Linked DNA regions of Acanthopagrus latus: region 1 is linked to region 2. Evidence: chromatin contacts called from public Hi-C data. All regions are on one chromosome and are shown on one strand. The core of a region is the stretch at or near the end of the contact, and the rest is flanking DNA. Distances in the headings are between cores, read along the strand shown. Region 1 holds the start of ralgapa2 (ral GTPase-activating protein subunit alpha-2). Region 2 holds the start of nkx2.2a (homeobox protein Nkx-2.2a).

Region 1 (5,038 bases), core at 489-2,988, 160 kb before region 2:
TGCATTACTTTCTTATGAGAGGCAATTTCTGTGGCTACCTGAGCATATGTGGCCTTCTTCCACTGAAATCCTGGAGGGAAAGCACATCATATAGTACACTGCACTTGTCATGAATCCATTGTAGTTTTCATGCATATCTCGCAATTCCCTCTTGACAACTTTCCTCCTCTATACACTTTCCCAATGTACCCACTGACGCAGTTTGGCTGTGATGCAATGAGAAAAATAACAGGGCTGTACATGTACACATGCTACAGTACCCAACACTACGCAAGGCTTCTTGGTTTTAATAGAATGATTCAGATACAGTTACAGCTGCATCATCAATGAAAATATTAGCTAAACTGCTAAGTGCACTGCTCTCATCGCAGCTGCCAGGTGTTAATTTAGGTAAAATGTGTGAAAAGGTTTGTTTGTTTTTTTTCTGTGAAAATTAATATTGCAATGCAAAAATGATCATTCCCATTAACCATGACTCACAAAGTAATACTCAACATTGATGAACATAATTACAATATCTATGTCTACCATATTGTGCAGACCTAGAGTCTGCAGTCATCTGCCTCCTATTTGAATGATTTTTGTAAAGTGGATTTGGCATCCAGGCCTTTTAGGGGCAAAGAAATCCACTATCTGGACTCTTTAGCAAATCATGCTATTTGAAAGTGGATTGGAAATAGGTTCCATTGTGTGTAATACGGAACTCTGATATGCAGCACAAGTCAGGCTACAGCAGAGCAAATTCATGTCTCTTTCAGCCTTCACAGTGAAGAAAGAGGGCTGAAAAATCAGCTACACAACAGCTTTATGACTATCGTAAATCCTGCACTTCCTTGTCCAGTGAAAGCAACAGAGCACTCCTTCAGTACGACACATTTACGTTTTGCATTATTTTCAAATCAAGTATCTCTGGGGCAGTGTAACTTGATAGCAGCCCAACCTGACAACCAGCTACTGGAAAGATCTATTCTCTTTAAAGTCTATCGCTGGAGACCTATATTTGTCATATTCAGTGCTGAGCTAGAGTCTTGCATTTACTACGTTTTGTAATACAGACAGGATGACACAGGACTAAATGACAACAGATGTTGTTGTGGGCATCTGCTTCTCCACCACTGATGCTCTGACAAGGTAGCTTCGGCTAGCATCGACTGGCTAGTTAGCCACAAGGAGAGCTAGCTCACGTTAGCTAGCATCCATGCCTTATCACAGTGACTTGTCTTTTATGAGCGCGTAAAAAAAAATAAAATGGAAACATATGGTAAGTGGCAAACACTTTAAATAGCAATGTTGGGTTTTTTTTGGCATTGTGCGAGTTTATGCTACCTGTCATCTTGCTTGACTGGGTCACCGCAGTGACAGCCAGCCAGCCAGCCAGCTAACCTGACGCCTTGTTTGACGTTAGCTGTTATCGGCTAGCTAGCTAGCTAGCTCGACTAGCTAAGCCTCGGCGATGCAGCATCAAAAGCCCGGTGACATTTCACTCACCTAACAGTGACCGGAGGTGTTTGAGCCGGGTCAGTACATCCTTCTTTGGGTCCAGAACTTTCTGTGTAGATTTCTTGACGTCTCCATGCCCCCTTCGAGTGAACATTCCGCTGTACAATGCAACCGTGGAAGCTGAAATCACCTGTGTTTCACCATACACCAAGCCTCCAGTGTGACTGTCACTTTCCTCACCACCACGCTATGCCTGCTCGGTAAACATTGGTCCGATGGCCGCTGGTGTCCTGTTTTTTTGTGGGTGTGTAAACACGGAAGCAGCCTGACAGAGAGGAGTGGTCATATTACTTGTGTACGCCTCCTTGTTTATAACCGTTCCACCTTGCACTTCATCTGTTTGTTCTGTCCATTTTGATTAATTATTCCATCTTTCAGGATACTTGGACTTTTTTTTTTTCAGGGCCGAGCTGTTACATTGTGCAGAGAAAGGTTCCCTCTCGTTTCAGTTCCAACGTGTACCTAAAGACAAGCTTGAATGCATCCTGCAGCAAACTTGTGCTGAAGACTGGCACCCACCCTCCGTCTAAGAAAGGGGCTTATCGATATTACTTTCTTTCATACAATACAGGTTTGATAAAATGAGGATGAGTTATGTTGTTCTTCTAGTTCCCAAACGCCCCCTGGTGGTCGAAATGGATAAACACCACAGCAGAGGAGATGAGGATCCATCTTTATCATACTTTCATAATATTAAATTATCATTTGAATAGCAATGCACCGGGAGGAATAATATTTAAGTACACGTAAAGCTAAAGTGGGAGACTTCCCTGGATGACTGTCTGGAATGGAAATACGGGTGTATGATTGTACAATAGAGCGGCAAGCGCAGATCATTTTCATGACTGATTAATCTGAAGTTTACTGTCTCTATGATATTTTCTAAGTATCTGGAGAAAAAAAAATGCCCATCACAACTTCAAGCCCAAGCCGTCATAACAGCTCGTTATGTCAAGCCAACAATCATAACCCTAAACCTCCACTGTAATATTATACAAGAATACTAACAAGCAAATCCACCAGTTTTTTTTCTGTGCAACATCATGTGCAATGTTCAAATGTCATTTATAGATTTCACGTAGCATTCATTTATACTGTTAACTACCATCAAGTTTTACAAACTCTGATATTAGTCAACATTATCTACACTGTAATTTAGTCTCCATTTCTATTCTATTTCAATTCAATAGCAATTCTATTTTCAAATGTGTGTCTGTGTGTGTGTGTGTATATATATATATATATATATATATATATATATATATATATATATATATATATATATATATATATATATATATATATAGTATGTATGTGTGTGTAGCTGTCACATATCAAAGTTTATTGCACACATTTTATTTATTTATTTATTTTTTCGCACAAGTCTCTAACATACTAATTTTTCCTCGGGAATCTGTAAAGTCATTCTGATTCTGACTCTCCCATTTGAGGAGACGGGATGTTTGTTGGCATTTTTGAAAATGACTCCAACAGGTTTGATAAATGAAAACCCTATCACACCAAGTGTAAGGGGTAATTTTAGCAAACACACAGCATCTTATTATCACATTACGAGACATAGTTAACACACTTGGACTGTAGAAGAATGTTCTGTATGTTACAGTGCATGAGTGCAATTTGGATGGATTTGGCATGCAGGCCTGATATTAAAATCCATTGGATAACCACACAGTAGAGTTTTCTGTGTTCATTAATTCATTAGTATATTATTTTGACAAAATGTGTGCTCCTTTGATTCATTTCCGTCATTACAAGAACCAAGCTACACAGTTTTAAAAAACATTAATGATGAGTGCATTCCATTTCCATTGTTAAGTTCATTGGCTCTGGTGTGGTGCATGGTTGCCCACTGACTTAATGGGCACTACAATGGAATCAAGTTATTGTTGATAGAATTGGTTATATATGTGTGTTTACCTACCATAAGAAGTTTTGGATAGTGCATTATTGTAGTAAAGGTGTCAAATAATCCATTTAATATTGTATATAGCATACTATATAATTGCATAACGATGGCCAAACCTCAGAAAAAAAAACATGTCTCCCTATCAGTCTTCCTAACTGAATGCAGCAATTGTTACAATACAGATAAGACTGAACCAGGAAACCTAACGTCCAGATGAGTGAGACCTGTATCATTTGATGTTCACACTCTGATATGCTGACACGCATGAGGAGAAAAGGGGAATAACAGTCTCACTGCTCACAAGCTGCGCCCACTTGACACTTAAAACTGGAGATTTTCATAAATGAGAATAAGAATACAAGGGTATCTTTAAATAGAAGAGCTCTCCTGCAGTCAAAAGTAAACTTAGGGTTATGCTAAATTGCACAGAGTTCGGTGTGCTTATGGCTTTAATGGATTTTCAAAATCATTTGTTCTACATGGTTGTGCACACAACAAATTCCATCTTGGAAATGAAAAAAAAGGAGAAAAAAAACAAACGAAAAAAACAAGTGTTTATGTTCTGAGATGAATCTTAAGTTTGAAGAAATTGGATGTGTCCGTTAATCAGCCCCAGTAAACTGACACTCGTTGCAATCTCACACTTTCGCTTGTCTGAACCTATCTGTCTTACTTTGGAGGCAATTAATTTTGAGGCTAAGCTGAGAAAATTATTTTATTTACACATTTTAGACACATCTCATTGAAGACAGAGCTTAGACTGCAGAGTCAAGATGGAGTTCAAGTTTGTGGCTGAGAATTCTTTTCCGACTTATTATTAGATAAAGCCTAATAATATGAAGAAAAAGACATATATTTATAACTGTGCCGCTGTTGCCCCATTCCATATCGCATTATACAATACTCTGTTTTTGAGACTTGGAATTATAAAATAAAGTCTATTAATATAAAAGAGCAGACATACATATTTAACTCTACCGCTGTTGCCCCTATTATATATCACATTATACAATATGTGTGTGTTTTTTTTTTTTTAAACCTAAGTGTTATAAAACAAAGTCTACTAATATAAAATAATAGATATATTCATAACTGTTTCAATGTCTCAAGATTGGGAGCAAGTGTAACATTCTTTGGTTTTACATCAGTAATCAAAATCCTCTCAAACTATGCCTCCATACAAACTAATTAAATAGTATAAGTAATCACATTATTACACAAATATAATAACAAAAAAAAAGTATGAGATCCGTTTGTTCACTGGCAGACAGAGAGGTGCCATCTCAGACTGTGAGTCTCGTGGTTCTGTTTATCCCTTGTCGCAACTGCCCCCAGTCTTCCTGACACTTTAGAAAACGGTATTCAAAAGAAAAAAATCAACTTATATAAAATAATAGATATACTCTCCATCTATTGTACTTGCAAAAACTACAAGTAGACTCACTGTAAGGTGCTGGGATTTCACCAGGAGATGGCGCCTAAACCACTGTTGAGCTGAGGCGTCCAAACATACCAACACAAGCAACACATGTAACTGAGTTTACGATTAAAAAAAAAGGGGGGGCCTGCAAAAACAGTGGTATCATTGGTAGGGAGAAATCAATTCATATG
Region 2 (5,256 bases), core at 1,399-3,898:
TTTAAAAGAAACTTAAAAAGTTGGAACATTTTTGCAGACGCGCAGCACTTTTCCTCTTTGTGCCTAAATCATCCTCAAGCCTCAGTTAGGACAGTGAGTCTGTCGTAAAATGTGTGTGTGAGTGTGTGTGTGTGTGTGTGTGTGTGTGTGTGTGTGTGTGTGTGTGTATGTGTGTGTGTAAGCTGGGGTTGTTAGAGCAGAGAGAAGATGCAGTAAAGAAGGGCCTCTGAGCTGCAGATGCATCAGGATTTAAAGGACAATACGGGGCGCGGGGCTGCTGGTGCTTCCCATCACCCGCTTATTAGAGTTCAGTTGACACTAAATCTCCACATCTGACACTAAAACGATACACTGTAATATCATTTCTCGTTGGGTGTTTCATTTGACTTTTGTGTGTTAACACTGCACAGCGCACAATCTTCTTTTTTTTATGTGATCACTGCTGCTATAATTATGCCTTCCCCAGTTTCGCCAGTGCTCCCATTTTAATATTATAAGCAACAGAGCTGACTGGCTCATTATTAAAGCTCGTTACATTTTTTTTTCTGATCCCCGCTTTGCAATCAAACGTACAGCAGAATGGACTCATCCAAAAACAATTAATTTTTCGGATGAACCCCAAGAAAAAAAAACGGGCCCCCGTCTGATTAATTATAATTCCCTCCTAAAAATTCATGCCCACGATTGTTCCCAAATAAGTGAAGAAAGAGCTTTTTATATTCTTGATTAAATAAATCTTTCGATTGAATGCACAAATAAGAATGCCGCGGGAGAATCCATAATAATGTTGATCAGTGCCTCCTTTAATCGCTGAATTTCAGCGTGTTTGGATGCCTGAGGCAGGGAGTTAGTCTTTGATAAAGGTAACCCCGCCTGCCTCAGGGTGTCCATGATAAATGTACAGAGTGACAAGACCGATTTCCTCCCTCTATGATTAAAAGCCTATATATAATATGCAGGTAAAACGGGTCCGGTTTATTTATTATGGGGGCTAAGCCGTGGCCTGGGGAGACTTGGCTTCGGGGTAGAAATCATTTTTTTTTTTTTTTTTTTTAACAGAAATCCAGCCACCTTTTCCTCCCGGGCAAAAGTCTTTATTCGTCTCCTTTCCTCTAATGATTAAACATGTCACGGCGAGATTATAGCAGTGCGCCCATGCCCCGAGGACTTGCCTTCATTTGTTAAACCACCAGTTTATTTGTAACGCTGAATTTCATGCCACGCTGTGCCATTCGCCTTAATCTTTTTTTTTCTGTGTAAGACGAATTGCTAAAAAGGGGTTTATTATTTTCTAATCACTTCCCATTTCAATATCGCGCTGACATTGGCGGGGTGGGTGAGGCGGGGCGGGGGGGGGGTAAAAATGGCTCGAGTCTCCGAGACTTCTTCAGATGATTCGGGAGGGACGACCACTATTTGCAAATGTGTGGAACATTTGGACAAATGGGTGAATGAATGAATGAATGAATTAATGAATGAATAAATAAATAAGTAAATAAATAAATAAATCACCCTCTCCAGGAGAACCTGATCTGCCCCGCTCGAGATGGCACAAGTACAGACAACTTGTCCTCCTTGTTAGGCAGCCTGTGTGTGAGTGCGGTAATAACATTAACAGCTGTTGACATCTGTAGAGCTCTAGCGGTCTCTACCGGCACATTTAAGAAACAACAGGGGGTGTCTTATTGTTCGCACCCAATTAGACAACTAAAACAGCCAACGCTCGGACGTGGACTCGGACAAATGGGAAGATTTCTAAAATATAAGGGACAGTTTGGACGCCTTTTCTGCAAACGCATGTTATCTTCATCTATGCCCGGCAAACTTTAAGACACACAGGTGCTCTTCGGTAAATGAGGCGTTACCATGTCAGGGCAACGTTTATGGAAACTGTGTGCTGAGTTCTGATCTAAAATGTGTGGATTTTATTTGGTTGTTGGGGAAAAAAAAGCATATACTTTTTTTTTTTTTTTTTTTTTTTTTTTAAGAAATGCTAAAGATATTCAAATCCTGCCCTTCTTAAAAAAAGAAGAAATAAAAAAAAATCAGTCTCGGGCGTGAAGGCGCAGGCCACTCTCACAGTCACAACGACACTGTTCAGCCAGGCACAAACTGCCCACGTGAGTGTCTAATGGCCACCAGCGACAGTGCGCTTAAACACACACAGGCCTGCATTCTGAATAAGGATCCTATTCTAAGCAGGGTTATAGAGATCAGGGTTATTCTACACTCAGGGACTTAAATACGCGCAGGTACGCATACAATACCATAAGCAAGAAAATAAGAAATGCCGATTAGTCTGTTGAAAAAGAGAAAAAAAGAAGAAAAAGAGAAAGAGAGAGAGAGAGAAATATTGTATGCAAACTGACTGGAGCATCCAGTGCGCTTACCTAGACAGGAGGGGGGCTGAATGTGTTGCCAGCGTTAAGACAGCGCGCAGGGTTAATGAAATATCTCCAAATGGGAGTCAGGAGTGCGTGCAGAGATAAGCCTGATGTGGTTTATATACCCAGAAAGCAAGTGCTCCTCTTCTCATATTGTCCAAGAGCGTTTGCATAGCTGGCCAAGTGGCTCTGCTCTTGCTGACTCGCTCACATTGCACGGTGTTTGCTTTACCCTTGCTATGACGTGAGACAAAATATTGGCCATATGTTCATCGGCAATAAATTGGCCTTGAGCGCAAACACAGCTCCCTGAGGGCGCTGCTTTTAACCCACACAACTAGTTTTCTGTCTTTGGGAGGCTTTGGGGACACCAAACTATCTGCCACACAGTGCAGGTGGATGATAATGTCACAACAGCCTGTTTAAGAGATAATTGTGCGCCTATGGAAGAGCTGCCGGTTGATCTTTATACCGCGACCTATTATTCGTCGCGCAGGGCGCTCTAATAAATCGCTTGGTAACCAAGAAGCAGCGCTGTCCAAAGAGCAGATGTGGCATGTTGTCCACGCCACGGCTGCGTTTACATTAGATACCCCGATAAAATGATTGATAACCAAGGTCACAGTAATTCACAATGACTCGGGACCCGGGCATCTCCCATGAGGCGGGCCACTAACACATAATGTTTGCTAAATAGATCCACATGTGTCGACAAGCGAAAAACAGGCGCAAATGTGTGTGAGCCGAGGGCCACAGAGCGGAGAAAGTGTCACTCAGAAACACACACAAAAAAAAAGCCGGCTGTGGATGCCAAAATCACTGCTCAGTGGCGCGTTAACGAGGCGTTAAAGTAATCTGCTTCAGTGCAACACAACAAACAGATAATAATATTTATTCTTATTCTTATTATTACTATTATCAGTACGAATAGTCAGGTGTTTTTGCATGCACGTAGCTTGATGTATCAATCTCAAAGCCACACGGAAAACATTTGGCATGCATGGTGATGGTATTATTCCCGCAACTTTATATCCTAAAGGTAAGAAGAAAATAACATTTCAAAAAGTGCACATAGCCTATGCCAGAGTATTCTAGTGCTTTCAAAGAAAACAACCAAACCATCTTCCTTTGGCATTTTTAGAAGATAGAATCCGCACAGTACACGTTCATATAATTAAATTAGTATCCATTCCAGCTCAAGCAAACTGGCAACGCGTTTATAAACCGTGGGAGGCGTAATGTGTGCGTAATACGCTGTGAAAAACGGCAACTTCTTCTTCAGCCTGATTTTCCAAACACGAGCAGAAAAGGAGCCGCTGCGTGACTCATTTTTACTGTTTATTTTTAGCCGCTGTTTTCATGAAAAAAAAAAAAAAGATAATTAAATAAAATAAATGCCTCAAATCTCTTCGGCAGCGTCTATTTACACCTGTTGCACGACCACCGGCAACACCTCCCCGCACAGAAAACATCCTCTCCTCTGTCAGAGGTCGTTACGAGGTGTATGTGGCCGGTGTAAAGATGATGACAGGAGACGCCAGTAATTGTCGAGGAAGAAAGCAATACCAGGCAAACACTAGTTGTGCCATTACGACCGACACCTCTGGGGGGGTTTGGATAACTTAAATCAGAACAATGATTTTATTGTGGGCAGTCTGGAATCTATGCATGATAATAATGGTGTTGCCTGGTAGTGCAGGAGCGACCATCAATCAATAGCGAATACATTTACTGATGGGTTTTGTGCTGGGGCCACTTTGCTGATGAAAGACGGGAGATTATCCTCCCCGCCATCACCGCGTTCAAGAGTATCGCTAAGACGCGGAGAATACAAATAAATAAATTGGCCTCATACCACGTTTTTGAAATTCTGCATTAAGGCGGAGTAGTTAGTTAGAGTTGGAATGTATTCATGAGGTCCGGGGCGCATGTGAGAGAAAGCTTTCCACTCAGCCGCCCTGTGAATACACTTGTGCTCGTTTGAGATTTCGCCACAAGTGCTCTGGGCGCTAAATACGAGACCTCCTGAAAAAAAAAAAAAAAAAAAAAAAAAAAAAGGATGGGTAAGATAGGCCTCGCCGGTCAAGCTATTATCAATCCCTGCCCTGGAGCCTGATGACTAAGATACTTCAGATGTAGTTAGCGGCCGCGTAAGGACACTGATGGCACGGCGGTCTGAAATCAATCAGTTCAAGTTTTAATGTATCGACCACTCGAGGGGAACGAAAACGATGGAGAGCTTCTCGACACACAAACGCCAGGGAGAGCGGGTTGATTTTCATGGAAGATACACTTTGAAAAAAAAAGAAAGAAAGAAAGAAAGAAAAAAAGGAGGGGGGAGAACAAAGTTTGATTAAACCTGAGGGCTCACTTCGAGGCTCATACACGATGATGGCCGGTGCCATCAATTTGAAAGGCTTAGCATTTCTTTTTTCCTCCTTCTTCTCCACAGATACACGCACTTAGAGAGGTTTAGCATTAGATCACCAAAGCCCTCGGTGTTAAAGCGCGTGAATGGGTGTTTTTTAGCCCTTTAAGAGATGTGAGGCAAAGTAGAGGAGATGAGTTGTTTTCCAACAAAGTGCCCAATTCTGCACACCGGCGGATATTACCATTTCTTAAATGACAACGGTGCATTGTGAATCTGAGGAGCTCTGAGGAGTGCAGGGCGATCGGTCTTAACATTTATGCCCTGTTATGTTACCCACTGGAGAGGAAGAGAGGGGAGGGAACAAATAGTGTGAAAGTGGCGGACTGTGTCAGTGTTAGCTGAGTGGAGGGAGAGAAAAAAAAAAGTTCCCTTAGAGCACTCATGAAATGTCTGGTATTTCCATCAAAATATCGGATTTATGGCTTGCATGGAAGGGTTTTG

What was found. Hi-C and Micro-C count contacts between places; a contact is called where the count stands out from the background.
Region 1: a Hi-C map of muscle shows a contact between it and region 2, with 5 times the contacts expected there. The contact joins the promoter of ralgapa2 here to the promoter of nkx2.2a in region 2. A contact is called at or near these places in 3 of 4 Hi-C or Micro-C datasets (liver and muscle).

The regions. Positions count from the first base shown.
Region 1 is chr16:17,322,918-17,327,955 of fAcaLat1.1, reverse strand. It overlaps ralgapa2 (ral GTPase-activating protein subunit alpha-2), which reads right to left and starts at 1,738. Exons shown (of 40, transcript XM_037072098.1): 1 at 1,489-1,738. The coding sequence starts at 1,594. It overlaps LOC119004832 (a long non-coding RNA gene), which reads left to right and starts at 1,667. Exons shown (of 2, transcript XR_005070323.1): 1 at 1,667-1,795; 2 at 1,904-2,085.
Region 2 is chr16:17,164,873-17,170,128 of fAcaLat1.1, reverse strand. It overlaps nkx2.2a (homeobox protein Nkx-2.2a), which reads right to left and starts at 2,648. Exons shown (of 3, transcript XM_037125126.1): 1 at 2,391-2,648.